Linked DNA regions of Mus musculus: regions 1, 2, 3 and 5 are each linked to region 4. The links are chromatin contacts, called in public HiChIP or PLAC-seq maps. All regions are on one chromosome and are shown on one strand. Each heading gives the region's core, a stretch centred on a gene start, on an enhancer-like site or on the middle of the called end of the contact. The rest is flanking DNA. Distances are from core to core; before and after follow the strand shown. Region 1 overlaps Olr1 (oxidized low density lipoprotein (lectin-like) receptor 1). Region 2 has its middle 20 kb from the start of 1700101I11Rik. Region 3 holds the start of Tmem52b (transmembrane protein 52B). Region 4 overlaps LOC115490435 (a long non-coding RNA gene). Region 5 overlaps Clec9a (C-type lectin domain family 9, member a).

What was found. HiChIP or PLAC-seq counts read pairs in DNA pulled down with a chosen protein or histone mark.
Region 1: an H3K4me3 HiChIP or PLAC-seq map of bone marrow-derived macrophages shows a contact between it and region 4, with 4 times the contacts expected there. The contact joins two enhancer-like sites. A contact is called at or near these places in 8 of 39 promoter capture datasets (the 3T3-L1 cell line, 3T3-L1-derived adipocytes, the C10 cell line and 4 more), 7 of 115 datasets of contacts at active chromatin or transcription factors (astrocytes, bone marrow-derived macrophages, extraembryonic endoderm stem cells and 4 more) and 1 of 9 other capture datasets (macrophages).
Region 2: an H3K27ac HiChIP or PLAC-seq map of extraembryonic endoderm stem cells shows a contact between it and region 4. The contact joins two enhancer-like sites. A contact is called at or near these places in 3 of 39 promoter capture datasets (cranial neural crest, pre-B cells and second pharyngeal arch cranial neural crest), 3 of 484 Hi-C or Micro-C datasets (embryonic stem cells, muscle stem cells and rod photoreceptor), 10 of 115 datasets of contacts at active chromatin or transcription factors (acute myeloid leukemia, bone marrow-derived macrophages, cardiomyocytes and 7 more) and 1 of 9 other capture datasets (adipose tissue).
Region 3: a FOXA1 HiChIP or PLAC-seq map of pancreatic cancer cells shows a contact between it and region 4. The contact joins the promoter of Tmem52b here to the enhancer-like site in region 4. A contact is called at or near these places in 17 of 39 promoter capture datasets (the 3T3-L1 cell line, 3T3-L1-derived adipocytes, the C10 cell line and 12 more), 2 of 15 datasets of contacts at CTCF or cohesin (the NIH/3T3 cell line and large pre-B cells), 16 of 484 Hi-C or Micro-C datasets (the Ba/F3 cell line, the C2C12 cell line, adipose-derived mesenchymal stem cells and 10 more), 18 of 115 datasets of contacts at active chromatin or transcription factors (T-cell acute lymphoblastic leukemia, acute myeloid leukemia, astrocytes and 14 more) and 3 of 9 other capture datasets (adipose tissue, liver and macrophages).
Region 5: an H3K27ac HiChIP or PLAC-seq map of neural progenitor cells shows a contact between it and region 4, with 4 times the contacts expected there. The contact joins two enhancer-like sites. A contact is called at or near these places in 7 of 39 promoter capture datasets (the 3T3-L1 cell line, cranial neural crest, hippocampal neurons and 2 more), 1 of 15 datasets of contacts at CTCF or cohesin (large pre-B cells), 1 of 484 Hi-C or Micro-C datasets (bone marrow-derived macrophages) and 6 of 115 datasets of contacts at active chromatin or transcription factors (extraembryonic endoderm stem cells, fibro-adipogenic progenitors, large pre-B cells and 3 more).

What each region holds. Positions count from the first base shown.
Region 1 is chr6:129,492,447-129,497,985 of GRCm38.p6, reverse strand. It overlaps Olr1 (oxidized low density lipoprotein (lectin-like) receptor 1), which reads left to right. Exons shown (of 8, transcript NM_138648.2): 4 at 1,037-1,174; 5 at 4,343-4,480. The region is part of intron 3 of Gm45969 (a long non-coding RNA gene); the gene reads right to left. Among named protein-coding and RNA genes, the nearest start is that of Olr1, 12 kb to the left of the region's middle. Within about 2 kb of position 2,860, at least 30 of the 459 cell types and tissues checked have an H3K27ac peak or open chromatin away from gene starts, as enhancers often do. A contact at or near this core is called in bone marrow-derived macrophages, where this site is marked.
Region 2 is chr6:129,550,823-129,556,050 of GRCm38.p6, reverse strand. No RefSeq gene overlaps it. Among named protein-coding and RNA genes, the nearest start is that of 1700101I11Rik, 20 kb to the right of the region's middle. Within about 2 kb of position 2,775, at least 5 of the 459 cell types and tissues checked have an H3K27ac peak or open chromatin away from gene starts, as enhancers often do. A contact at or near this core is called in extraembryonic endoderm stem cells, where this site is marked.
Region 3 is chr6:129,509,227-129,514,330 of GRCm38.p6, reverse strand. Tmem52b (transmembrane protein 52B) reads right to left here and starts at 1,774. Exons shown (of 5, transcript NM_001081186.1): 1 at 1,227-1,774; 2 at 74-117. The coding sequence starts at 1,292.
Region 4 is chr6:128,837,800-128,843,418 of GRCm38.p6, reverse strand. LOC115490435 (a long non-coding RNA gene) reads left to right here. Exons shown (of 2, transcript XR_003956525.1): 1 at 1-427; 2 at 523-1,149. Among named protein-coding and RNA genes, the nearest start is that of Klrb1b, 14 kb to the right of the region's middle. Within about 2 kb of position 3,733, at least 358 of the 459 cell types and tissues checked have an H3K27ac peak or open chromatin away from gene starts, as enhancers often do. A contact at or near this core is called in 3T3-L1-derived adipocytes, the Ba/F3 cell line, the C2C12 cell line and 34 more, where this site is marked.
Region 5 is chr6:129,420,369-129,426,148 of GRCm38.p6, reverse strand. It overlaps Clec9a (C-type lectin domain family 9, member a), which reads right to left. Exons shown (of 7, transcript NM_001205363.1): 6 at 4,987-5,105; 7 at 1,385-3,923. The coding sequence ends at 3,791. It also overlaps a transcript of Clec12b not described here. Among named protein-coding and RNA genes, the nearest start is that of Clec9a, 14 kb to the right of the region's middle. Within about 2 kb of position 2,943, at least 103 of the 459 cell types and tissues checked have an H3K27ac peak or open chromatin away from gene starts, as enhancers often do. A contact at or near this core is called in bone marrow-derived macrophages, liver and neural progenitor cells, where this site is marked.

The sequences.
Region 1 (5,539 bases), core at 1,611-4,110, 660 kb before region 4:
AAGCAACAGGATGACTATATATTTAAAGGGCATTTATTGGGCTGGTTTACATAGTATGTTTGGAGTGTCCCACAATGTTTATCTTGCACTGGATGAGTGGAGATCTATTTGGCAGTTGATCAACTAGAGAGCTTGGTTGTCTTAGCAACATCAATGTCTTCTGGCACTTCAGCCATCACAGGCATGTCCCGCACCCTGGCCTTTATTCCGTTCCAGATCTAAATAAGTTGACAACCTATGTTTATCAAAGACATCAAATACACACTCAACATTAGGTTCATTTTCCTGACTTCTTGATCTGTCAAATGAATAAGATTGGTGAAGTTTATCTCTGAGGTTTACAATGATTAAATGAGTTCACATCTGCAGAGTAACAGTTGTGCAATTGACAAATAATATTTGTACTCATTAACTTTTGTATGTAGTAGTAGGTATTGCTATAAGCTATATTATACTTTACACACACACACACACACACACACACACACACACACACAAAGAAATGTAGTTGATTTTAACACAGTATATACAGGCATGCCTTTCTCACGTTGCCATAAAATAGGCAAAGTGTCTAGACCATTTCTTTAGTCAAAAAACAAAACAAAACAAAAAAACCAAAAAACAAAAACCCTGATTTGTTTACATATACATACTAGGATGGGGGTAAGCAAATTAGAAGGAAAGTTCACATTTAGTTTCTGCTTTCATTATTCTAGAAACTTCCTACCTTAACGCTTAGGTACAAGTTTCCATTTTCTGTAGTTTTGTATGATATTCTTTCATTTATTTTAGATAGACTTTCACTCTGTACCTCAGGTTGGCCTGGAAATCATTATTTACACCAGATTGGCCTTGAACTCATGGAAATCCTCCTGCCTTCGTCTCTTGAGTTCTGAGATTGCAGGCAAGAGCTAAAATATTAGGCTTACATTTCTGTTTCTGGAGAAGCTTGCTTCTCTAAAATTGCTACAATGAAAATTGAACATTGTAATGTAACTCTTCTTAAGCACGTTTCCCCACTTTGCTCACACTGTAGAGGAGTCCCAGAGAGAACTCAAGGGAAAGATAGACACCATCACCCGGAAGCTGGACGAGAAATCCAAAGAGCAGGAGGAGCTTCTGCAGATGATTCAGAACCTCCAAGAAGCCCTGCAGAGAGCTGCAAACTCTTCAGGTACAGGGGAGGACTGGTGGGTGTTCAGCCCAGGCTCAATTAGGTTTAACAAATCCACTGCCCCACACATATGCCAAGCATTCAGAGTGCCATACACAGTCTCTCTTGAGTGCCTTTTCCACCCTAGCCCATGGGAGGCCTGCTAATCATCGGAATTGTTGGGGCTCTGCTTCTCGTGGGCATAAAGTTTTCTCCCTCCTTTCTTTCAAATTCTAGCTTTGAGGTTTGGACTGAAGTACTATCTTGTTCTATTGTCACCTCTTGCCACAGATACGTTATTGTATCCTTCCAAAAGCATCTTGGTCACTTGCCTCCCTTTCCTTGGGGCCTTCGTGTCATTGCAGTTCTTTAACTCAGCTCCTGTGTTAGCTTCATTCTGACCCTGTTTCCTAAGTGGGTACTACATCTGTCTAAGTACAACAGTGGAGGTCAGCTGCCTTTGTAAGAAGTGCTTAAATGAAGGCTCCATTCTCAGGATTGACAGTTAAGTGTCGGTCAAAAGCAAATTTCTTCAATGTCTTGTTTATGTTGCTAACAGTTTAATGTACAGTATCCTTGAATACAGATTATATAATAATTGTATTGAGAGTAGGATAGAGTTATCAATAATGAAGATGAGTGGTCTGATGTAAAATTTCTCAGTTCATAAATCTTTTTGGGCTAAGCATGGTTGAACACACCTTTAATCCTAAGAGGAGAGACAGAAGCAGGCAGATGTCTGAGTGCAAGGCCAGCCTTGTTTACACAGCAAGTTCTATCCAATGCTACAAGGAGAAAAAGAACAGAGAGACGGGAGAGAGAGAAGGAGGGGAAGAGGGAGGGAGGGCGGGAGAGAGGGAAGGAGGGAGAGAGGGAAGGAGGGAGGGAGGGAGGGAGGGAGGAGACTTTCATAATGAAAGGTGTAATTTAGATTTAGAAAACTAAACAGAAGGTTTTAGACAAATTGACCTTTGAATAGTGTCAAACATATATTTAATTTCTCTAGAGAGAAACTTTTCAATAAATCAAGGGGACTCAACTCTTCAAACCAGTTTTTAAGGGAAGGAGGCTTAAATATCAAGGATGGGGGTGTTTACATGCTGAGACAACCAAAATCTCAACCAATGGTTTGTTTCCCAGATGCAGCAGTGAAACAGTTTACATTTATCAGCTGTAGATTGTGTGGGAGTCAATCTGTGTCAGGACCATGGAGAACCCTCCCTTAGAGATGCCAGAGATGAACTGTAGATCAGACACAGAACTCACATGATTCATTCTGGCAGATATTCTAGGTTTTGTGTTCCATTCCTTCTAATGCTAGATGTAGCCAATTAGTAGAGACACCAGATGCATTCTTTGATCACATGGCTTCAGAAAAAGTCTAATAAAAATATCATAATACTGAAATCCCATGTAGAAAAAAATGCAGCTAGTTTTCTCAAATTTGAGGGAGTTTTAGCTGTCCTACTAACAGATCTGGTATAATTTACTTAGAAATTAAGAAGATTCGAGGTCATCAGAAGAACAGTGTTTATACTCAGCATCAGAACTGGTGCTGCTTCTAAACTTTTCCTATGAAAATAGTCTGATGATAATGCCAGGTTCCCTATAGGTCCCCAAATCATGAGTGTCAAGCATGTTCTGAATCTGCGTGTCTAGATCCCACAGAGGGGTATTTCCTCAATTAGTTCGCCCTCAAAGCCATTTGAGAGGAAGTGTGCTGTAGTGAACGTAATAGAATCTAAAGAGGAACAGAAGCAGCAGAAAGACTATGTATTAAAAGGGGTTTTACTTTAGTGGTTTACGTAATATGTCTGGAACACCCAACAAGGGATATCTCACACTGGATGGGTGGAGAATTTGGCAGTTGAATAGTTGTTAAGACTGGGAGTCTCACCTGTCATTACCTGGCACTGAAAATCTGAAATATCTCAGAAGAACTACTTATCTTCAGTCTATTTTAGAGGTCAGAAGAAACCGATTCTAATATCAATAAAGGACTGCAGCCATGGGGTTGATAAACTTGCCTGCACAGTGAATATTTATTAGCACAGAGCAAAATTCCCATATTTCTTGTCTTTGTGTTGACACAGGAAGGGAATGTCCATATTTAGAGGAGGGTTTCTCATGTCAGATAATCTCACTGTGAAACTGTCTCACAGGCATGACCAGCAGCCTGGCTTTTAGCCCATTCCAGATCCAAATAAGTAGACATCAAAAGTTTATCAAAAGACATTACATACTCACTCAACCACTCAACATTAGGTTCAAACTCCTGACTTCTTGATCTGTCAAGTGAAGAAGATGATTGATGGGAGTTTATCTCTCTGAGTTTTGAAATGATTAAATGAGCTCAGATATGCAAAGTACTTCCAACAGTTTGTGCAATTGGCAAATAAAATTTGTGTTCATTAAATTTTATACGTACTAGTAGGTATTGATGTAAGCTATATTATACTTCACACACACACACACACACACACACACACAGACAGAGAGAGAGAGAGAGAGAGAGAGAGAGAGAGAGAGAGAGAGAGAGAGAGAGAAATGTAGTTGATTTTAATATAGTACATAGAGGCATGCCTTTCTCACTTTGCCATAATATAAGCAAGATGTCTAGACCAATTCTTTGGTCAAAAAACCTGATTTGTTTATCTTTATATACTATAATGGATTCAGACAAATTATGAGGGAAGTTCACATTCTGCTTTAGATTTCCGTATACCCTTTCTACTTTAGTTTCTGCTTTCATTATTCCAGAATCTTCCTACTTTATCATTGATGTACATGACTTCATTTTCTTTAGGTTTGTTTGACTTTTTTGTGCGTGTTTTGCTTTGTTTCTTTGTTTGTTTGTTTTAAACAGAGTCTCATTCTGTAGCCCAGGTTAACCTGGGAGTCATCATTTAGATCAGATTGGTCTCGAACTCATGGAAATCTTCTGTCCTTAGTCTTTTTGGTTTTGAGATTATAGGTAAGAGCTACCATCTTAGGCTTACATTTGTCTTCCTGATGAAGCTTGCTTCTCTAAAATTTATCAGGTATATTTGTGCTACAGTGAAAACTAAAATATTAATTAAGTACTTATAAAATTTAATGAACACAAATTTTATTTGCCAATTGCACAAACTGTTGGAAGTACTTTGCATATATTCTTAAGTACTTTTTCCCACTTTGCTCACACTGTAGAGGAGTCCCAGAGAGAACTCAAGGGAAAGATAGACACCCTCACCTTGAAGCTGAACGAGAAATCCAAAGAGCAGGAGGAGCTTCTACAGAAGAATCAGAACCTCCAAGAAGCCCTGCAAAGAGCTGCAAACTTTTCAGGTACAGGGGAGGACTGGTGGGTGTTCAGCCCAGTCTTAATTAGGTTTAACAAAACCAGCACACTCCACATATGCCAAATATTCAGAGTGCCCTACACAGGCTCTCTGTTAGTGCCATTGCGCTTCTAGCCCATGGGAAGCGTAGTAACCATCAGAATTGTTCAAGCTCCCTTTTCATGGGCACAAGGGTTTCTTCCTTCTTTCAAATTCTGGCTTTGAGGTTTGGGCTGAAGCACTGTCCTGTCCCATTGTCACTTCTTGCCACAGATATGTTGTTGTATCCTTCCAAAAGCAACTTAGTCACTAGCCTCCCTTTCCTTGGCAGGGGGGTGGTCTTCATGTGAATGCAGCTCTTTAGCCCAGCTCCGTGTTAGCTTCATTCTGACCCTGTTTCTTAAATGGGCACTACATCTGTCTAAGTACAACAGTGGAGGTCAGCCCACTGAAGACTTAGGTGGATACTACAGACCGAACAAAAACACAAGGTCTGGAAAGTAGTTTTATATAGGAGTTGAGATAGTTTCATCTGTCTAAAGGTATTAAGAATCTAGGGAGCAGAGAAAGAATAGATTGTGCTGACCACCTTTGTTCTATTAGAGATTGCTACTACATTTCTGCAATATCGATCTTTTCTGCAGTGAAAACAATGAGATATGTGTTTCTAAGTACAGAGTTAGGTGTGATGGAGTCTATTTTACTACCATGTCTATTCACAGAAAATGCTCAAATAAGGGCACCATTTTCAGGATTAGCAAGTAAATGCCAGTAAAAAGCAAATTTGTCCAATGTCTTGCTTATGTGGCTAACAGTTTAAATGTGCAGTTTCTTTTAATACATATATAGTAACAATATAGGTGGCCATTCCTTCACTGTATAGGTAAAAATATTAACAGCAGGATAGAGTTTAACAGTAATAATGATGAGTGGTTAGATATTAAGTTACTTAGTTTATAAGTCTTTTCAGGCAGGCAGGTAGGTCCCTGAGTGCAAGGCCAACCTGGTCTACATAGCAAGTTTCAGGCATAGCTGCAGGAAGAGATTCATTGCATGTATGTATGTA
Region 2 (5,228 bases), core at 1,526-4,025, 710 kb before region 4:
GGTTTAGTGCAGAGTTCTATAAGACCTTCAAAGAAGATCTAATTCCAGTTCTCCTCAAACTATTCCACAAAATAGAAACAGAAGGTACTCTACCCAATTCATTCTATGAAGCCACAATTACTCTGATACCTAAACCACATAAAGACCCAACAAAGAAAGAGAACTTTAGACCAATTTCCCTTATGAATATCGATGCAAAAATACTCAATAAAATTCTTGAAAACTGAATCGAAGAACACATCAAAATTATCACCCATCATGATCAAGTAGACTTCATCCCAGGAATGTAGGGATGCTATAATATACAGAAATCCATCAACGTAATCCACTTTATAAACAAACTCAAAGACAAAAACCACATGATCATCTTGTTCTTTCTATATGCTCTCTTAATTTCTAGGTTGCTCTACTCTGTTCCTTTCTCTTCCCCATCTTGCTCTCTCCTTCTGATTCCTTCTGCTGTAATATAATGAAATACAATGTAATCATTCCTAGGGGATTGTTTTGTACCTTTTCTAGAGAAATAGATTTATGAGCATATTTTTTATTATTTTTTATAAAAGTTCACTAAAATTTCAAACATAAATTCAAATTATAAATTGAATAAGAAGTTTATAACAGAGATATTTACATGTGTCTTCTTTAAGACTTGTTATCTAACTAGAAGTTCATTATTTGTCACAGGTTCATTGAAAATTAACAATCATCATTCTTGTGACTAAGTTAGCATTGAAGGTTTATAAAGATAAACCCAGTCAACATTTAATTTTCTGTCTTTGCACCTACAATAAATCATTAGTTTCATTTAATGATCTTTGGTTAATTGTTTTACAACCTCATGGAATGTGTTCTAAGTTGTAAATGCCTGCTTTCTATTTCATAAGTAATTAACTGGTGACATGTGAAGACTGGAAGAGTCCTAAATGCAGTTTTCATAACAAAGAGGGCTTTAACGGCAGTTCTATTATAAAGGTCTTAATAATTACTAGTGTAATTTTAGGAATTCTTATAGGATGATCATTAAGAATTAAGAAATTATCTGCCCAGTAGGGTGGGTAGACTAATAACTAGTAATAGATAGATAGATAGAGAGAGAGAGAGAGATAGAGAGTAGAAAAGGCATATTAACAACAGGAATCTTTCCTAAAATGTAGTCCCTTTTAATCTTGCCTGAAAAGGGCTCGTTCATCATGCTTTAACGTTCACAGTGAAACCATCTCAGGAAGATCATCTGCCTCTCCTAGATGGCTCCTGTCACAAAGCTACACATATCGCTAGTGGCATGCTTACTTCATCGAGTATGCCACCTAAACCTATCCAAATAGCTGCCACCAACTGGGGACCAATTACTCAAATATCTTGATGTCTCTTTCAAGCTACCACTCTAATTTGAGTGACAGAGAAGTAATGAAATGATCAAAAAATGACTGCACTTGCTGTGGAATTTCTTGGGGCCTGATCTGTCCTCCTAGGAAGGTGATCTGGGTCTGTCTTTGAGGTGGCTTACTTTTAACGCCTTTTTGGATGTGTTTTATTGTATGTGTACAAATGATTTGACTGCATTACGGATGTGCACCATAAATTTTCCTGGTGTCCTTGAAGGCCAAGAGAGAACATTGTATCCCCTAGAACTGGAGTTACAGGCAAAGGTGAGCCACCATGTTTGGTTGTAGTTGCTGAGAATCAAACCCAGATCCTCTGCAAGAGCAGTAAGTGCCCTTAACTACTGTGCCACTTCCCTAGCCCAAGTGGTTCAGTATCACACAATGGGCTCAGGAGCCTTGTGTTTTCATGGGACAGCAGCTTTCAGCCTCCTGATCATTTTATCTTTAATTGTTAAAATCAGCTACATCTGCACAATGCCTTCCCAGATAATGATTCTCTTTGCTGAGTTTACTTTTGGAATCTGGACCCTAGCCATACAAAGCCCAAGGCTAACTAAACAAAAGTATTTGTCTTTACTCGGACAGTAGCAACAACAAATGCAATGAATGTCTTTGTTCTTCTGGGGAACAGACTGAATCCCACAAAGATCTAGAAAAAACAGGTTGACTGAAAGATGGAGGTGACCTGTTCAAAAAGCAACTGCTTCACACAAAGCATGAGAATCATGCAATCTAAGGTAAGTTTCACGTTTGTGTCACCTGCTAGAAATACCATGTACATGCTCAGCCTTTATAGGAGAGAAATCTTGTCACAGACTTGTGGAAATTGGAAAGAGAACACCACAGATCCCTGATCAGAGCAGGTTCCTGACTAGGAAGGCTCATGGTGCATGATGTGGGGACAGCAGGAACACAAAAGAAGAACATCATGAGAGTTGCAATTTATTTATAGAGGAGAGAGGATTCCATCTCACAGAGAAGGATAAAGAAGATAAAAATAAAGACATGGCCAAGTGGCAAGACTACTTTCTGCTCTTGCATCTGACCGAGGTTCCATTCCCAGCACACATAAAACAGCTCTTAACCATCTACATCTGCAGTTTCAGGGTACCCATCTCCTTATTCTCCAGATGCACCAGGCATTCATATAGTTCACTTACAGACATGTGGGCAACACTTATGTATATAACATAAAAATGGATTAAGAAGCAGCAGCAGAAGCAGCCACCACTGTCTGGAGCAGTGTTCCCACTAGAGGCAGGTGAGTCTGTGCTGCTGCTATTAGAGTTTACTGCTCCCATCTGAGCTGCCCAGAATAAAGAAAGAGAAGCAGAGGCAGTCATACTCACAACTGTGCTTGCCATTCTCAGAGGCTGAGAGGCTGAGAAAGAAGAGAAGATATCTGCAACTCTACTCAAAGCATGGAAAATCTGGATCCTGGTCCCTCTCTAGATAGGGCTCCAATCAGTTCCTTCAGTCCCTCCCAACAGGCCCTGAGTCAGGGAACAGAGCTCACCATTACTACTTTATTCTGCATGTCTATGGTCTGCAGCAGGGTGTGTGGCTGACTAAGGAATATGGGAAAGGAGGGAGGAAGATAGCAGATCTCCAGGGATGTAAAGGGCAGGAGTGATGGGAAGAGAGAACTGAAAGACCCTTAGAGAGAGTGGCTGTGAGATGGAGATGACTGGTACAGATCACCCAGGAAAATGGACCCAGCTTTCCTTAGACTCTTCAAGAGATGTGTTTCCTTGCTGTAGGTAGATGTTCCAGAGAAAGTCATGAGAATTCATCTGGTGCAGCCCTTCTCCCTTCTCATCAGTCACCTTTCCATCACTTTATTTCTATCTCTGGGAGTTTTAATTCTGGCCCAGGTGGAGAAGGTATCTGTGACCATTTCATGTTCTTTGTGTTCTGTGTTCATCTCATCTCTTTGAGCCCTTTTTTAACACCATGCATTGTTCTTATTGGTGCTACCTGGTAGGATTTTGCTTTCAATGGAAAACATGACTATGAACTCACACCAAGCAATGAGTAGAAACAGCATAACCACATCTCTTCCTTTGTTACTTTGCATATAACTTGTCAATATCTAGGTCAGTCTGAGATGGCCACACAGAGAACGTTCCCTAAGGGTATTTGGCTCAGAGTTCCTAACTGCTGTTAAGAATGTTAATTTGGCTTCCTTTCCATGATGCTTCCTAGGTAGACGGCTGTGTCAAGATGAAGATAAATATCTCCTTTCCAGCTGTCAGAAACTCATAGAACTGGATGATGAACTTTCTATGAGGAGCAAATGGGCACAGAAGTAGCTCCTGATGCTCTGGGTGAAGAGTGGAAGTGTTATGTGGTCGGAATCAGTAGTGGGAATGACAAGCAAGATTTTCTCATGAGACAAGGTGCCTTGACCGACTGCAGAGTGCATCTCCTGTAGAATAAGGAGCATTCTCATTATAGTCCAAGGAGAACTAGATACTAGAAGCCCAAGTCTGTTCACATATATCGTAGATTCCATCTGGAATCTCAACTTGATTATTATTTTAAAAATGAAAGAAAAATATTCCTTATTGATAGATACACTGTGCCTTAGTAGCTCAAGCCCAAAATAGCTAGCAGAATTTGAAAGCTTTTCAGTCTCTATAAAGAAAATGATGTCTGATTTATTAGTCTGGGTTCCCTAGTGGAATAAAACTGATCGAAAGAATATCTATGTGTCTATATATACTTATAGATGTAGGTAGAATGAACATATAGATAAATGTAGATCCCATGTATGTGGGAATTATTAGAATGGCTTGCAAGCTGCCATCCACCTAATGGAAAGTCCAAGAATACAGTAGTTCACTCCATGAGGCTGGATGTCTCAGCTGGTGTTCAGTATACATCAGAATGCCAAGGAAGTACACTCTAATGGCAGTGAAGGAATGAACTTGACAGTGAGAGAACAGAGTTGGCAAAGAGTGCATAAGCCTCCTTCTTCTGTATTCTTTATACAAGCTGCCAGCAAAAGGTTATCGCCCAGATTAGAGGTGGATTTTTTCACCTCCAGCTCAAAAGATTAGGATTAAAGGTGTATTACTACCTCAAAGATCAGGATTAACACTGGGCGTTTAGTAGCAGTGTTACTTAATAAACTAATAACTTGCTCTGCTTCAGGTGTTATGGTTCATAGAGAGTTTAACCGAATTTCTCCAGAAAACAACTTCAAGGGCAAAACCAAATCCTCGGTAGTGATAGGCAAATAAGAATGTATCCAACTGACATGATGATTCTTTTATAAGTAACTGAGAGCACATTGTTCAGGAAGTTTTTACCTGAGAAAATAACGGTAAATTTACAGGTAATAATATAACCCAAGTAATTATAAGGTGATTGATTTTGTATTTTATCTGGAACTATGTTTAAATTTTGCTCTTCTTAGGTAATTTAACATGAAAGTTAAGCACTCATTTAAGTATTGATTAGATAAGCGGGAGAGGAGAATGCCATCCATATAATGAATGACCAGTACCTCAGGAAATGTAAGCAGCACCAGCTTAAGTGTGTTACCTTCATAATATTGACAAATAGTGGGGCGATTTTTCCATCCCCTGTGGTAAAACTTCCCACTGATATCAGGCAGCTGGCTATTGATTGTTTAAATAGAAACAAAGAATGCAGAGCCTTTCTTATCGGGATAAAAGGAATAGAGAAAAAAAGCCTTTTAGTTCATGAATAATATATAATGTTCTTGATTAATTAGAGGAGGAGCAAGGACCCTTGGATAGGGAGAGCCAATTGTTTTCATAATTGCATTTTATGTCCCTAAGATCATGTAACAGTCAAATTTTAGGTCTGTCTTGT
Region 3 (5,104 bases), core at 525-3,024, 670 kb before region 4:
GACATTTTAGCCTATGTTTGGGTGTTGTCACTTTGTCTGTCTCTACTCCTAGCTTGAACTCTCAGATACTTACTGTTCAGTGTTGACACAGTTCTCCTCACTCCTGGCCCCAGGAAGCTGTGGGAAGGAAATAATCTCAGACATGGAAATGGTCACACCTGCAGTTCTCAGCAGCCTATCAACTACCCATCATGGCTGAACCCTGTCAGACCTATTTGTAAAGATGAGGACAGGATCATAGGATTGGTCTGTACTGGCCTGAGACATTGGTCATTCCTTTGACTGGTGACTACATCTTGTGAGGCAGAAGTTCCTGAAAGAGCAGGGATCTTCTATGTGGCTCGGGCCATGGCTGAGCATCCTTCCTTAGGGAATTATGAATAGCCCTCTGTGTCAGTTTGTCACCCTAGAAGTCTCCTGACTCATCCCCTGGGACATTGTGGTTGTCTTCCTTATCCCTGCACTGCTGAAAATTGAAATCTAGCCCCAGTGCTATTCATTTTCAGCCTTCACCACATCAGTATCTCACTACACAAGAAGAGCAATGGGGGAGATGTTACAAAGAAAGAAGAATAAAGAAGAAAAGGAAATGCAGAAACCAAGAGAACATATAAGAAAATGTACTTTTATATATTGGTTAACTTGCGTGGGAAGCAAAGCAGACAGCTGCTACCAGCACAGGAATGAGATGCAGTCTAGTTTCTGCAGTGTCTTGCTCAGCTAGACTTCCTAGCTATGTAAACTTGGCCTTGGCATTTGTCCAGAATCTCTCACTATACTGACCCTTTTTTCAACTAAATGGTGACTCACAGGCTTTTCTTTCACAGAGGAGTAAAATAAATTGTTTAAAATATTATTAAAGAGACCTTTGGTACTGGGAACTCACTGGGTAATCCCTGCACCCCTGTTCAAGCTGAGTATAACATATACTATCTCTGATTGTTCTAATTTTTCTCCCTCTTTCCATGAGCATCAGTCACACATACATACATCTACACACACACACACACACACACACACACACACACACACACACACACACACACACATACACATACACACATCTCTGAAACCCCCTATTATTAAACAAACACCATAGTACTCTTTTCTCACTCCCTTTTGGGTTCTATATCAGTTTTTGCTCCATCCATTTCCTCCTAGAGACAGCATAGCTAAAGCAATACGCAAAGGAAAGTTTCTTCCTGCTGTTTCACAATTGAACACACCTGGATGAAATAAAACAGGCCAGAGGCCATCAGCACCTGGGCCCAGGCTGTCATTAGGCTGAACATCTGGTCCAGAAAGGTCACGCCGGCTGCATCTGCTGTATCCTTCCCATGCTCCGTGCCACGTGGAACTTGGTGGTGAAGGATTCCTAAAGAGAATTTTTTCTCGGCAATAGATCAATCTCCTCTCCTTGTTCCCGCTGGCTTTATATTTTACGGTTTCCTTTTCCCTTTTAGTTTCCTCCTCCTGAGTTCTCTTCACGGGGTCTCCACATTGGCTTCCTCTCCACTTCCTTTCTTCAATCAAACTTTTCTGTGTATTTAATTTTTCTTCGTCTGCATTCAAGAAGAGCACATTTGTCCTCTGAGTTAGATTTTTTTTTCCTCAGTCTATAATGAGAGACTTGGACCTGTAATAGGTCAAAGGCAGATTGTGAGTGACCAGATGTGTTCTTGTGTTCATCAGGAAACTAGTTACACACTCTCGGCTCCTGGATGACCGCTGAAGTCTGAAAGTCACTGCCAATCTCTCTCCACCCTCTCTCCATGTGATTGGCATCTGCCTTCTTACTCCTTAAAACTCTCCCCTTACCGTGTTGATAATCAACCCTGCAGGTTCTGGGTCATTTATTGCAGCCATTCAGCAGGACTAAGAGATTTTAAAGGAGCTAGAAAGTTATCCCTACTTTAGAGTAGGTAGTGGGTTTCAAAACTAGAAGTGCCAGGTGCTAACAATGGTCTCAGCCTCCTGCTTCAGTTTCAGAAACACAGGCATAGTTTTAAAAACCATTTTCCAAGTTAACACACTCTCTCTCTCTCTCTCTCTCTCTCTCTCTCTCTCTCTCTCTCTCTCTCTCTCTCTCTCTCCCTCTGCTCCTCTTAAAGCAGTGTTGTGATGTTGTCACTAGAGAACCAGGCTCAGAGCATACAATCACGGTTCCATCTACTGAGGAGGCTGAGACACGAGGATCATATGGGTCTAGTTCAGGAAAGTAAGACTACCCTAGGGAACAGCAAGACCTCCATCTAAACCCACATATTATCAACAATAAAATAAGACTTACAAGTCATATTTTAAAATAAGCACACCACACGGAAAGGATATAAAATGGCTATACAGGAAAATATTGTCCAGAGCCAGTGAATGCCATATAAACGACTGATATTTAAGGAGGAATCTTTTACCCAGATCCCAAAGTACTAAGTAAGAACACTCAGTGTTGGTTCACAGTGACATGTCTGTTTCACAAGACTGAACAAAATTAGATTTCAGCTGCTTTCTAATTGATGAGGAGAGGCTGCAGGGTGGGTCCTGATGAGGGAGTTTGTGGAGTGGGTTCCATCACACTCAAGGCCCCACACACCATGTGATCAGACCGTGATGATATGATGTGAGAATTATGAATGCAAACAATTTCCTGTTCTCAGCTAAGGAGAGCAAACAGTGAGAGAACTCTCTGGTACAATGTTGCTCTCTCCAAGTTGTCCATTTCTTTTTATAACATAGGCTCTTGAGTGAAATGTACTTTCCAAACTTCAATAGAAAACTCTGTGAGACAGAAGGCATTCTGGAGGAGTGGAGAGCAGGACTTAAGTTACAGCCTTTCACTAGGCCTGGACCTTACTGCACCTCCTTCTTCAGAGAGCATAATAAATAACTCCTGAACTAGCATCAGCTGTTGCTTCAGCGAAAGGAAATCGGGGTCAAGGAGGCATCTTGTGTGGAATATTTTTATTCAAACACCACATAATAGAAAAACTTCATGAATACCCCCCCCACACACACACCCTGTTTTCTTTTCTTGTGGGAAAGACAGTAAACCAGCATGGGTTAAGACCATAGCTCAGGGTCTTGATCCAGTCACTTGCTTGACCCCCTGTTTGTTATGGGATCTTGGACAAGGCATTTTATGTCTCTGTCAGCTCAGTTCAATTTGATATGGAAAGCACTCTGGTTCTCAATATCCACATAGTGACTCATGAATTGTAGCTCCAGTCCCAGAGGAATCTCAGGCCAACTTCTGTCCTCCATGGGAATCAGGCATGTGGGTAGTGAGCATATATACACAAAAGCAAAGTACTTATACAAATAAATAACAAAATAAAGGAATCTTTATGATGTATATTACAGTCCTGATAGCAAGCATTTGATATTAGTTAAGATACTTTTAATTTATCTCTATCTTACATGTGATGGTTCCTTCCAATATACAGGATCATTAATGTCCACTATGACTCTTCTGTCTTTCTACCAGTCCTTTCTAGATGGCAATATATCTTTCTAATAGTCTTTTTTTCCTTGAACAGTTCCCATGCTAACCAGGCCATTTCTTTTCCCACCCGCACCAGCCTTCACCTGCATGAACAGGTTTTCCAATTACTTTGGCTTTCCCCCCTGGCAGTTTCTGGCCACATGATTGCAATCGTCTTTCTTGCCCTGGAGCTTCCCAGCAGGCCTGAACACCACAGGCTTTGGTTAATGACTCCCTTGTTGTTTTCTTTTTCAGAATTACCCGTACCATTTCTTTCTTATCCCATAAGCAGGAAAGAACTTCCTTTGTTGATTCTAATGTGTCAGTGTCCTGTGATGGCTCCCGTCACAGCTTTTAAGTAGGAAATGATGATAGAGGGAAGATCATTCCTAAGAAGAAAAGGTCCACATGGCATAAGGACAGAGGGCACGGAGCTGGAGACATGGAGGACATTCTCATTACCAGCCTACATAATCCCATTCCATTAAGCTTGTCAATCATTAGCTTATACTATGTTGTGAAGGACTAGGACTTCGGCCAACAAAAGGTACACATACACTGCCCTCTTCACCTGTGCTTCAGGGCATTGTTATACAACCACTCTAACAAGTGTAGCCAAAGAATTGCTAACTTGGGGTTCCTTTGATTATTCTCCTTTGACCTTGGTTGCCAGGTGCACCCCCTCCTGCTCCCCTTCCATTCTGTATCTCAATGAATAGAAACCAGGAATACTGGTACTCTGAGGTACCAACATCAAGCTGTACATGTCTGAACAGTGGGTTGGGCCATCTCCAATGGTCAAGAATGGAGACAGTGGCAGAAGTCAGTTTCATTCTAAAACCTTTGGGTATTTCACTAAGAAGCATCTCTGTTTTAAGATCCAAGATCATAGCATAGATATTTAATTCCAACCTCAGAGACATGGAAACTTAGCAAGAGCATTAAACAGGGGGCTTTGTTCCTCCCTTGAGAAAGGGTTTCATGTCTGACCTCAAACTTTTTATGTAGCGAAGACTGGCTTTGACTACTGATCTTGCCTTGCCATCACACTGCTGGGATTACAAGCACATGCCGCCACTCCCACCTTTTGTGAAGTGTTGTTGATCACTCAGAGCTTTATGCTAAACTCATGGAATGTAAACAAGACAGAGGGATTCAGTTTATCAAAAAAAAGTATGGTTTATATGCCAGGTAGCTCATTACTACAAATTGTGTGAGCAACAGTTTAAGGCAACACACACACACACACACACACACACACACACACACACACACACAATCAGCATTCACAGCAGGGCCAGAAGTAGATAAAGCTTAGTTTGTTCCAGTGCTTGGGATTATACAAAAATGAGATCAAAGTGTCTGCATAGTAACACTTGTCTGAAAGCTGTCATGGCCATGAACCATTTGCAAGCCCTCTTGGGCAGAATGTATTTCTTAGTTGGCTGTAGGATTAGTTTAGTCATGTTTCTTTACATATTCTAATTAAAATATAATTACATAATTCCCCCTCCTCTGACCTCCCTCCAACCCTTCCCATGTACTCACTCTTGCTCCCTCTTAAATCCATGTCCTCTTTCTCTTTAATGGATATATATATATATAAGGACTGACCAACACAAAGTG
Region 4 (5,619 bases), core at 2,484-4,983:
AACCGTGGATTTGTGGTTTTGTTGAAAATGGGAGAGAAAAAAAGCGTGTAGACCAGGCTGTCCTCGAACTCCAGATCCTCCTGCCTCTGCCTCCTTCAGCAAATCCTACCGGCCTGCGCCACCAGAACCGGCGGTAGAGAGCTTGAAAATCGTTCTATTGAAGCGTCTTCTTAGTGACGCACGCTAACTGGTATTTAGCGGAAGGATCTCTGTAACCGTGGAGCCAATAGCACTCCGTCTGTCCCACGCTCTCCACCGGCTTTACACAAACTCTCCGCTGAGCTCTCGCACTCTTCGGGCCTCACGCCCGCCGCCCTCACCGAACCACACCCGCAACAATCCCGGAAGGTCTTTCCCGCCCCACGTCCCCCGCGGGCCACGCCGGGTAACACAGTCCCGGCACCGCAAGGCGACTGCGCGCTCAGCCGTAAGTCTCCGCTGCCCAGCGCCCTGCCCCGCAGCCCGCGCGTGGATGAGTCTGTACTCGCTATTCCTCTACCTTTTCGCCCTCCACATTCACAGCGGAAGATCCGTGACTGCAAGGAGGCTGCACACGGAGGCCACCCTCCTCAGGGATGACTGACACGTCTCAAAACTCAATCCTCCCGCATCCTGCTGGGAGCACTTGGAAGCTTGCCCCTGGTTTTTGTCCACGTGCGGGACTCCAGGAAAGATCGGACCAGCGTGTGAAGAAAACTCGACATGAAAATAAAATAGTGCGTGGACATCTCTGATTCTTGCCCACTGGTCCCCCGATCACCAGAACGTTCACCTTCAGTCGTAGACAACCCCTTCAAGGTGCCCACCAGCTCGGGAGGACCGCCTCACCCTCAGCTTTAACAGTCCTTGCCCAGGGTGCGTTCCCCTGGATAGCCACCCATCTGTACATGGCTGTAGCAAAATGTTAAAGAATGTTAGCAAGTTTCCTTCCACCCAAGGGTAGAGAGTGTGGACAAAAATCCAGTTCTTGTATTGTTTCATAGCCAGCCCAAGGTTCTCAGTTAACACTTGCCATCGCTGATTTGTTACCTAAAGGGGGGTAGGAGGGGATGTATTAAGCATACATTCTGAAAAATTAACCATGTATCGTTCTGAATTTCGGCAATGCTTTGTGAAAGCATTAAAATGCTAGTGCTGTTCAAAAATGGATTCGCATGCTTGTTTCTCTGCAGTGCCTGGTATTTTTCATCTCTTTGAATAATACTGAAGATGTTTAAGCGCGAAGCACTTCTTTCGATTCAATATCAGAAGTTTTAGTCCTGATAAGTTCTTTCTGGGCTCACGGAGATGGCATGAGGTAGCAGAGTGCTTACTGCAGAACAAAGCTTCCCCCTTAGCAGTGAACAACGAGAGACTAAGAGGAGAAGATCCAAGGACAAGACATAGCTACCAAAGAAACACCTCAGGGTCTCCAACAACGAGATTCCCAACTTAGAGAGTTTCCCTCACTTAACTAATTGGATAAGGCTGAGCCCTCTTGATCCACTCACCTCTCTCACAGCATCCACCCTATGTAGACCAAGTGTCCCACACTCAGCCTTAGGGCCCTTGACATCTGAAGATAACAGAGGCCACCTAGGACTATTGCCACATGCCCATAAATCCAGGCATGGCATGTGACTACTGTAGTCGTCAATGCACTGAACTATTAAGAATACCTTACTGCTGGGCGCTTTAAGAACCAGGGTGTAATTTCCCTTATTCTCTTTATCACAGCAGACAACATGGCCAAAGCTACCATATGCCTGTGGATTGTGGAATGAAATAGAGGCAAAACAGAGACTCCAAGCAACCTCAGTGGGCAAACTGTGAATTCCCATAGATTTGAAAGGAAGTCTCTCCCACCAATCAGTCTCTCCCTCTCCCTCTCCCTCTCCCTCTCCCCCTCCCCCCTCCCCCTCCCCCTCCCCCCCCCCTCTCTCTCCCTCTCTCTCTCTCTCTCTCCCCCTCCCTCTCCCCCCCCTCTCTGTACAAGCATGCATGCTCTCTGTGTCAACCTCAGAACCTCACTTCTCAGGCAAGCAGCCCAGCCCCTAAGAAACAACTTGAGACCCTCCATCTGTTTTAGGTTGGCCATATTCCTTTACCATCTCTCTCTGAAATTACTCTAGCCCTGCCATGTTCCTTGACTGGGGTCTTGGAAAAAAAAAAAAAAAAAAACTAGGGTGAGAGTAGCCAGCTCAGCTACCCCACACTTCTGACCTGCACTCTGTCATGTTATAATACCATTTGTTATATCAAATCACTAAATCTTGGAGTAATTCTTCAACTTCAATAAAACCAAATATAACCATCAAGAAGGAACCATACAAGGGGAAATGTAGAGTGTGGTTAGGAAATGGGTATTTCCACCTCGATTGTAGGGATCAAACTGAAAATTCATAACATCCTTGGTAGCTAAGCCACCTCCTAACTCCCTTTGTTTGTTTTGTTTTGTTTTTGTGCTGAATACAGTATTTGTTTGGGTTTTTCCCCACTTTGAAATCATAATCTATATGAATTTCTTTTTTGTAATTGTAATGAAATAATTGAAGCCAGGTAATGTAAATAAAGAAAACTTTTCTGAAGCTGGGCAGTGGTGGCACATGCCTTTAATCCCAGCACTTGTCAGGCAGAGGCAGGCAGATTTCTGAGTTCGAGGCCAGCCTGGTCTACAAAGTGAGTTCCAGGACAGCCAGGGCTACACAGAGAAACCCTGTCTCGAAAACCCAAAAAGAAAAAGAAAACATCTGATTATTGCCATTTTCAACTTCTAATAATAATTTATTTTATTTATTTATAGACAGGATTACTCTGTGTAACAGCCCTGGCTGTCCTGAAACTCACTTTGTAGACCAAGCTGGCCTCAAACTCACAGAGATCTGGCTGCCTCTGCCTCCTGAAGGCTGGGGTTAAAGACATACTCCACCATCACCCAGCAATAATGTATTAATTATACAAAATAACAAGCTTCCTTGTGATATGATCATGCATACGTATAATAATGTTTTGGTCACATTGACCAAGCTGTCAGCCTTTCTTGTCTCCCCCCACCCCCAGCTTGTGTTTATTCTACTTCACAAATAATCCTACTTTCGTGGAAAGAATTTTCTCTAATCTGTGGTTTTGAAGGCTAAGCCAAGAGTAGGTGATGTCATGGACAGTGAGGGGCTCAAGCAAGCAGCATCCCACTAGAAGATGCATGCTTGAGAAGAAAATCACATGGTGAAACAGGAGCCCAATGCTAAGAGAGTATCAGCCAATAAGGGCCGCCTATCATGCCAGATGGTGCCAGCATCCTGCCCTACTTCCGTGTTGACATAGTGAGTGAGGACCAGGTGTGCAAACAAGTATGTCCGGCCTTGGACATTGCAACAGGACAGTGTCATCCAAAAAGCTCACCCTGGAGATCCACGGCATTGAGTTTTACACGCACACGCACGCACACACACACACACACACACACACACACACACACACTGTTTTAAGTAAATTTATATATTTGTTGACTGTATAGGTCCAGGAATTCTTCAATCTAGGATGGAAGAGCTGTTTAGTTTCAATCACCTCCATTCCATCCCCACTGACTGAGAAAAGCCTGGAAGTCCATGGCGGAATGAATCACAATCCACCTTTGTCCTCATCCCACAGTAGCAGAGGCTCTTAGGTCCTGCTAGTAGGTGGTATCACACCCATCACCTTTGACAGACCTTAGAATCCCATGCACTTAGGGGTCTTGACCACATGGGGGCATACCAGAGGTGCAGTGACGAGTCGGTCTTTCCGGACCTCGGTCAGTGAGCAGACAAACACAATGGTTGCCAGAGACGAGGAGAGTGGTCCCATCCTGGATGTGATGGAATCGCCACAAACTATCTAGGGAAGGGAGAACTCTAAGCAACCTGGTGAATAGTTGAGGCCAGCTGAGCCCAAGAGAAGAGCAAAGCTGTCAGGAGTTCCTAGGTCCTGGTGCTTGAGGCGGTCCATGTATGCCAAAACTACTTTTTTCAAAATGAGAGGAGTAGTAAAGAGAGGAGGGAGGAGAGGACGACGTCGAGTTGATTTGGAGTCACTAGCAACAGCATGAAAGAAGTCATCACGCTAAGTGACTAGGGCAGACGCCAGCGCGCAAATCCTCCGGCCATACGCAGGGTGTGGAACGTTAGTTCTTTACTTGCTTGTTTGCTTTATTTAAATCATTGTTTTCCATTTCGTTACAGCCGATAACATTTTCTAAGAGTTGTCTTTTATCTATATTAGTAGTCTGTGTGTGTGGGTGCGGTGTCCGACAAAAAAGGTGGCTGGAGAGACAGCCGTGGGTGCTGGGAACCGAACTCTTATATTTTTGGTTGTGAGCCTAGCCTTTAACGGCTGAGCCATCTCTCCAGCCCGACGACGCCCTGTATTCTTTCCCTGAAGTAGCAAGTTAGGCGTTGCGCAACCGCGCTTCCGCTGAGCCTGTTTCTGACTCTAAGTAATCCTCACTTTCTTTCTTTGTACATAAAACCGAACACTCGAAGCGAGAAAAAACGGACTCTTTGCAGCGAACATTTTCTCTGAACGGTGGCTGCTGACTCGTTCCGCACGTGCAGAACTGTAGAAAAGGGTCGCGAGAGGGCTAAGCAGGCGGATTGTAGAGAAGGCCTGTAGGGAAGAGAGGGGTGTGGAGTGCGGCGTGGGCAGGCGTGAGGGTCGGACGTGTGCGTGGATAAAGGTTTGTAAGCAGCGTGGAGCAGTAGCCGGTGCGGCTGAAGAAGCTGGTTCGGGTTGGGGTGCGAGTAGCCGATCAGATTTCAGGAGGAAGAAACATAAAAAGAGGCCTTGTGGAGGTTGGAAGTTTGTTTCGGGGCGCAGTGGAGCCGTGGATTTGTGGTTTTGTTGAAACTGGGAGGAAAAAAAAATGTGTAGACCAGGCTGTCCTCGAACTCCAGATCCTCCTGCCTCTGCCTCCTTCAGCAAATCCTACCGGCCTGCGCCACCAGAGCCGGCAAACTTCGGCTCAGTTAATTGAGTACTCGAAACTTATTTTGATGATGCAAGCTACTAGATGTTTTTCTTTTTTCAATGGAATAAAGAATTCAACACTCCGACAAGACTCCACTTAATTTCGCTTCAAACCTACGCTCTTCGCTCGGTTCACACACTTCAATTCCCCACGCTTTTCTTGACACTGCTGGTTCTTGCCGGCCCTCCCCCAGCATGCCACATCTCCTTCAAGGAGCCCACCAGCAAATGGCGACCATCACTCTAAGTCTCAGCTTTAGGTTTCCTTGCCAGGGATGGATTCAGGATCTCCACATCTTTATATGCTCTATACTTGACTGAGGCAACGTGTTCTGAACAGTAACGAGCTTTAAAACGAAAGATTCTGCTTGTGAACAAAATTCAATATTCTTGTTTTAGAGCCAGCAAGAGTTGATTGTCTTCACTTTGTTTCTAGTTGCTTCGACAAAATATCCTGACAAAGGAAACTTAGAAAAAAAAGACAGGTTTAGTTTGGTCCATTTGAATGTACAGCCCACCATGGTGGAAATCAAGGCAGCAGGAGCTTGAAGTGGTAGGGAACTTCATGTCCACAGTCAGGAAACAGAAGTGTGAATTCCTGCGTGTATTCCTGGGCTCATTCTCCCCTCCCCCTCC
Region 5 (5,780 bases), core at 1,694-4,193, 580 kb before region 4:
GTAGGTAATTGTGAATAAACTGCAGGAAAAGTCACACAGAGAACATGGCCTTTCCCATAGAATGAGCTCCCTCGGGTACACAATGAGCTATTTCTTTTCCTGAGGATATTGAGCACTCTCAGGACTTATCAGCAGGAAACAGGTCAGGAGTCGGGTGACAGCAGGAAGTTTGTGAAGGGTAATGGGCAGCTTTTGCGTGGGGAATACAAACAGATTACAAACTTGGTACAATTGTTGGGTGGTTGTCCTGGGGCTAGCCTTAATGTTTGGGAGTCAAGTGCAGTTTTTGAAAGATACAAAAAATATATATAAAATAAAATAAAAATGCCATGGGATTTAAGATAGACAAAATCTACTCTATAAATAGATCTTTAGAGCCTAACCCCAAGCTTATTATTCTATCAATATTATTACCTTAGTATTTTATTGGTGCATTTAGTGCTCAGTACTATTTATCTGTTGTCAATCACAGAATTATTATTTTTCTCTTTTTAAAAAGTTCACTCGTTGAGATGGATTAAAAGCACCTAATTCATCATTGGTAGGATTAGGGCATTAAACTGGTCCTCTTGTGGCTAATTACTGGACAGATATCCTGGATCACTGGCAGTTTGCAGTGAGAACTCTCCCTACTGCTCCACCTGGGTAAGTGCAGCATGGTTGCCTGCGATCGTGTAGGCAACTGAGCTAGCGGCACTGTCCACAAATCTCTGGCTTGTAAATACAGCCCCGTATATATACAGGGTGGATAACATCAGCCGCAGGATGTTTGCATTCAGTTTCCTTGTACTTTTTTTGGGAAGAATTGTCAATGCTTCCCATCCTTTTTCTAAACATAGCCAGATGACAAGCCTTTGAAGAAGCTCAGAGACAAACAGTCTTCACTGTTAAAAATCACCATTGTTCCTCTGTTTTCCAGGATAGTATATTTAGCTACCAGCTGCCAGCTGTGAAAACCAAACAGCCTACAACCTTGACAGTCTGTGGGCTCTTGACTCTCCCAGGATCAGCATAAAATGAAAGAAATTTCTTTTCCCTTTTTTGAGTGTGTGTGTGTGTGTGTGTGTGTGTGTGTGTGTGTGTGTGTGTTGCTTCCACCTTTTAAACCACCTCATCAGTGTAAATAAATAAAAGTAAGACAAAGACATGATCATCTCAATGCTACAGGACCAAGCCACTGAAAAAATGACTTCAAGTCAAAGGAAACCTAGTTTCCTTTAAATAATTTCTGCTACTTCAGTTAATTAGGTTTTATTATCATTACTACCATCATTTTCATTATTGTCATTTATCTAAGTTATGCCTTTTTAATGTAAAGGGAAAGATGGAAATATTGTACCTCTAGGCTTCTTTTTGTCAGAATAAAAGATTAGATACAATCATACTGAATTTATCAAATATTTATTAAGAGCATGTTATGTATGTAGTATGATTTAGAGATGACACATTATAAGTACGGAACATGATAACTATAATTAGCTAATTTTTCTTCTGGTAGATAGCACTCATTTTCATTTACCCTTTCTTATCTAAAGTATCATTTTTTATAGTTTGCATGTAATATTTGGATGGTGTTCTTAAGCAGTATTTTGAAGTGAATTGTATTACAGTTTTATAGCAGGAAGGTTGAGACACAGGCAGTTAGAGGAACTAGGTTGTTCATCTTGTTCATCTTGTCAGCGCAGACTGAGCCGTTTGATCTGTGAGCAATAGGATGGAAGGCTCCACCTACACAATGGGACATGCTGATGTCCATGCTAATCCTTCCCCTACATGAAATTCAAAGAGTACCTTTCCCAGCAGAACTCTGCAGTCTGAAAAGCACCATAGACAGAAAAAGCCCTGGTTCCTTCTGAGGCAGATCAGAGGGACTCAATGACTCTACAGCTTTGGGGCAGAAGTTAAACCCTGTTAAATGTTCATTTTTATGAAGTACTGCTAAGTGCTATTCGAATTGTCATGTACTGGGGTTTTATTAAGTATTTATTGTAAACACACTTTTATTGTCTGTGAACGTGAATTCAAGCTATCAGCCAAGCAGCCTTTTTACTAACATCTGGCCAGACTGCCCTCATGACAGTCCAGCCAGCAGTTTGGGCACTTTACTCTGAAGCCCCTCTAGCTACTGAAGAATACCACCACCCCATGGCTGAAGACATGCTCCAGTTGTGACTGCTCCCACAACTGGAATAGCCTATGGAAAACAGCACTCTAACTAAGCAAGGGAAGCCTTTTGGCAAATTGCCCAAGGCCCAGCCTGTCCTGCAGTTCTCATTTGGGCCAGAGAGGGAGCACTTCCAACCATGAACCTAGGGAAGATCTGTGACTGTAAACAAGAGTCTGTGCTGTGATTGGTGCAAACACAGTCCTTGAAGAGCTACTGTGAAGGTGCAGACACCCGCACTACACCCACTTCTTATCTATTAAATGGGCTGTTTAGTTCAGTTTTAGAGTCAGCCAGGACACCCCCTCCTCTGACACTCCTGATGCTGTAACATTAACACCAATAAAAGACTTCCCGAATGGTCCTTTTTCTCCTCCTTTGCCCTGCATTAGAAGAGTAGCCTGAGCTGCTAACACAAAGAGAAGATGCAGAAGCACAAGATGGGAGCAAAGGCAACCAAGCAGAGCAAGCAGCTCTAGTGGTGACAGCAGTTACCGTGGCAGTCGACAGACAAGAGAACACCTGAAAAATTCCAGAGATGGGTCATGGCAGAAAGGATGGGCAGCAGAAACAGAGAGACTGAGGAATGGTAGAGTTAGAGAAATGAGAGAAGGCAGAAAAGCAAGGCTGAGTAAAGACAGAAGACTGTGGCCAACCAGGAAGGAGAAACACGGGCTTGGAGACCTGGAAGAGTGCCAAGCAGCTGCAGTCTTTGGAACCAAGGATCACAGAAAACCTATGCTGAGAGCTGTAACACTAACAGCCAACAAGGGCTGATGGGAGATTCCTGCATTCTAGACCAGAGGACTGTAATAGTAGTCACTGCAGAGTTAATGCCCCACCACCCTAAAGCCATCCAAGAGCTATAACACTAGTGGGAGCTGCTTGCTGCTACTGACTGCTGTCTGGTATTGCTGCTAAAGGTTAGGGATTGTAAAAGCTGCCAAGACCCAGAGCCAGTAGTGATTAAAACGAAAAGCTATAAGCCTTCAACCTGAGCACTCAGATCCCGGAGCAATAGCCCCCTAGCTCCAAGGGTTAGAAACTGTAAATCTCTATATCTGTGAGGTCATCCCCCAGGCCCTGGGCCTCAGAAGAAGATTAAAAACACTGGAGGTCCCCATTCTGCTCATTTTTACCTAGAGCCAAAGGACCCCTGGCGTATGATTGGTGGTAATACTACAGTTTAGAAATCCATCTCTCTCCTCTCAGTGTGTGATCTTATGATCTATAATTACTGGAAGGTGACCTGAAGAAAATTTTGTCAGTTGTAAGTATAGTAGATAGAATTGTTTACTAAAAGTACAAACCAAGGATTGCATAAAAACTCCCACAAGGACAGCTAGATCTCGGTGTGGTATGGATCGTCACTTTGGACTTTCAAACACACAGGAAATTATTTTCTCTTCTTTGTTCTCACTGAGTCAGATCTTCTGTAGCTCTAAATCAATTTTTTCCTTGGCACAATGGACAAGGTCAACTGAAATCTGCAAAGCGTTACAGACTATTGCCAAGTGTAAATAAAAAATCAAGCTTGCCTTCATAGTCTCACATCAATCTCCTCCTGTGTTTGCTCTTTGGCCTCTTTCAAACACTTGTGTAACAGGTAGCTTTGAGTTGTATCTTTCAGATGCAGGATCCAAATGCCTTCTTCTCACAGATAAAATATTTCCAGCTATCGCACTTATCTGAGATGAGAGTAGAATCTTTGAGGTATCCACAGATCTGGCCGGCTGATCGCTGTCTTTCTGCTGGCAACCTGAAAAAGTAAGGTAACTTCTCAGGTTAGAGGTTAGATGTGAAGATGACAGTGGTATTTGAAAGGGAAACTCTCCAGAGATGCTGTTGGATTTATTTTAGTTTGCTTTAATGTGGTAGCCTTCTGTGGTGGTTTTGTCCTCCTTCAAATAGCATCTATTAAGTTTTACAAAGGATATGTTGATATAATTTGAACAAATAGTTTCTAAAGAAAACCAAGCCATGTTTGCATAAAGGTAGGTGAGAGCCAATGCGTTTCTCTCGGCTCTGTTCTCAACATACTAAGGCACTTGGTTGTACCCATGAAATGCCATTCTCATCTGGAAAGCTCAATATAGAAATCGATCAATAGTTATCACAGTCTTTTTACCAGAAAGTTTTCTCAGCATTAAGTGATACAAAGGACTAACAGTTTATTGGCCATTTAGGCATTTGGATTATGAAAACAACTTTATAAAGGATATGGTAGGAGGGCTGGTAGGAAGATTCAGAAGATGTTCAGGGTAGTTTTATGTTAACTTGACGCAAAGCCTGAAGTCATCTATGAGGAGGAACCTCAATTAAGAAACTACAGGCAGGTCTGTAAGGCCTTTTCTCAGTTAGTGATTGGTGGGTGAGAGCTCAGCTCACTGTGGTGTTATCATTCCTTGGCTGGCAAGTCTGGGTTCATAAGAAAGCAGGCTGAGAAAGTCATGAGGAATAAGCCGGTAAGCCGTATCCCTCTATGGCCTCAGTATCAGTTCCTGCCTCCAGGTTTAAGCCCTGCTTGAGTTCCTGTCCTTACTTCCCTCGGTGATGAACAGCAATGCGGACTTGTAAACAAAATAAACCCACTCCTCCCCAACTTGCTTTTTGGTCACAGTGTTTTATCACAGCAATAGAAAACCTAACTAATAGGGAAGCAATAAAACCAAGTCTTAAGTATACGAGTCACAATTCCAATCAGGAGCCTGTAAAAGTATCAGGCTTCTTTGTCTGCTGGAGAAAACATAAGATACAAAGTAACTTTTAAGTTTTCTTCACATTCCTAGCTTTTCCTTGTAATGTCTCTTTCATAGACTTACAAGTCAGAGAGAGGAGAAGAGCCATCTTCCCAGAACCAAGATCCACTGATTCCATCTTGAAACACTCCCACCCAATATTTATTTCCTCCTTTGAGTTTCCCTATACTGCTGATGAACTCCTACATAAAAAAAAAAGACGCAAACTGTAAATGAAGAAAAGTGAATACCTGTACAATATAAAGGTCTAAATTTTGTCTTGTCAGAAATAAATAATAACTTGAGTGTTAAAATAAGAGAAGAGATATTAAAGTGGACACACACACCACACCATCCACACGTCACATGCACATATCCACCACAAATGCACACCATGCACACAGACACCCACACAGCACACAGGCATACCACACCACATACACCACACACCCTATCACACCACACCACACACACCACACATGCACACCCACACCACAGCATACCACACACACATGCACACGATTCTTTTATTGTGTAGTCAGTATGCTGTGTTAAATTTTATGGAAAATATATGCATCTAAAATTAAAGCTTTAATGGATTTAGAGTCTATCAGATAGTATGTTAAAGCAAATTAAGTTTTATATTGGCCCTTCACCATCAATAGCAAAGCTTAGCCTTCTTCATTCACCATGTGGATCATTCCCCCCATGATATTTTAATATAGGAAGTTTTGGAGACTCCAGCCATTGCTCACTATGAGGACATTTTGTTAGATGAAACATGTTTTATTTTGTCATCCAATTTTTGAAAAAATTAAGTTTGTAAACAATTCTAACAATGTAGTTTAAAGCTTCCTGGTTCACTGCATATTCTTAGT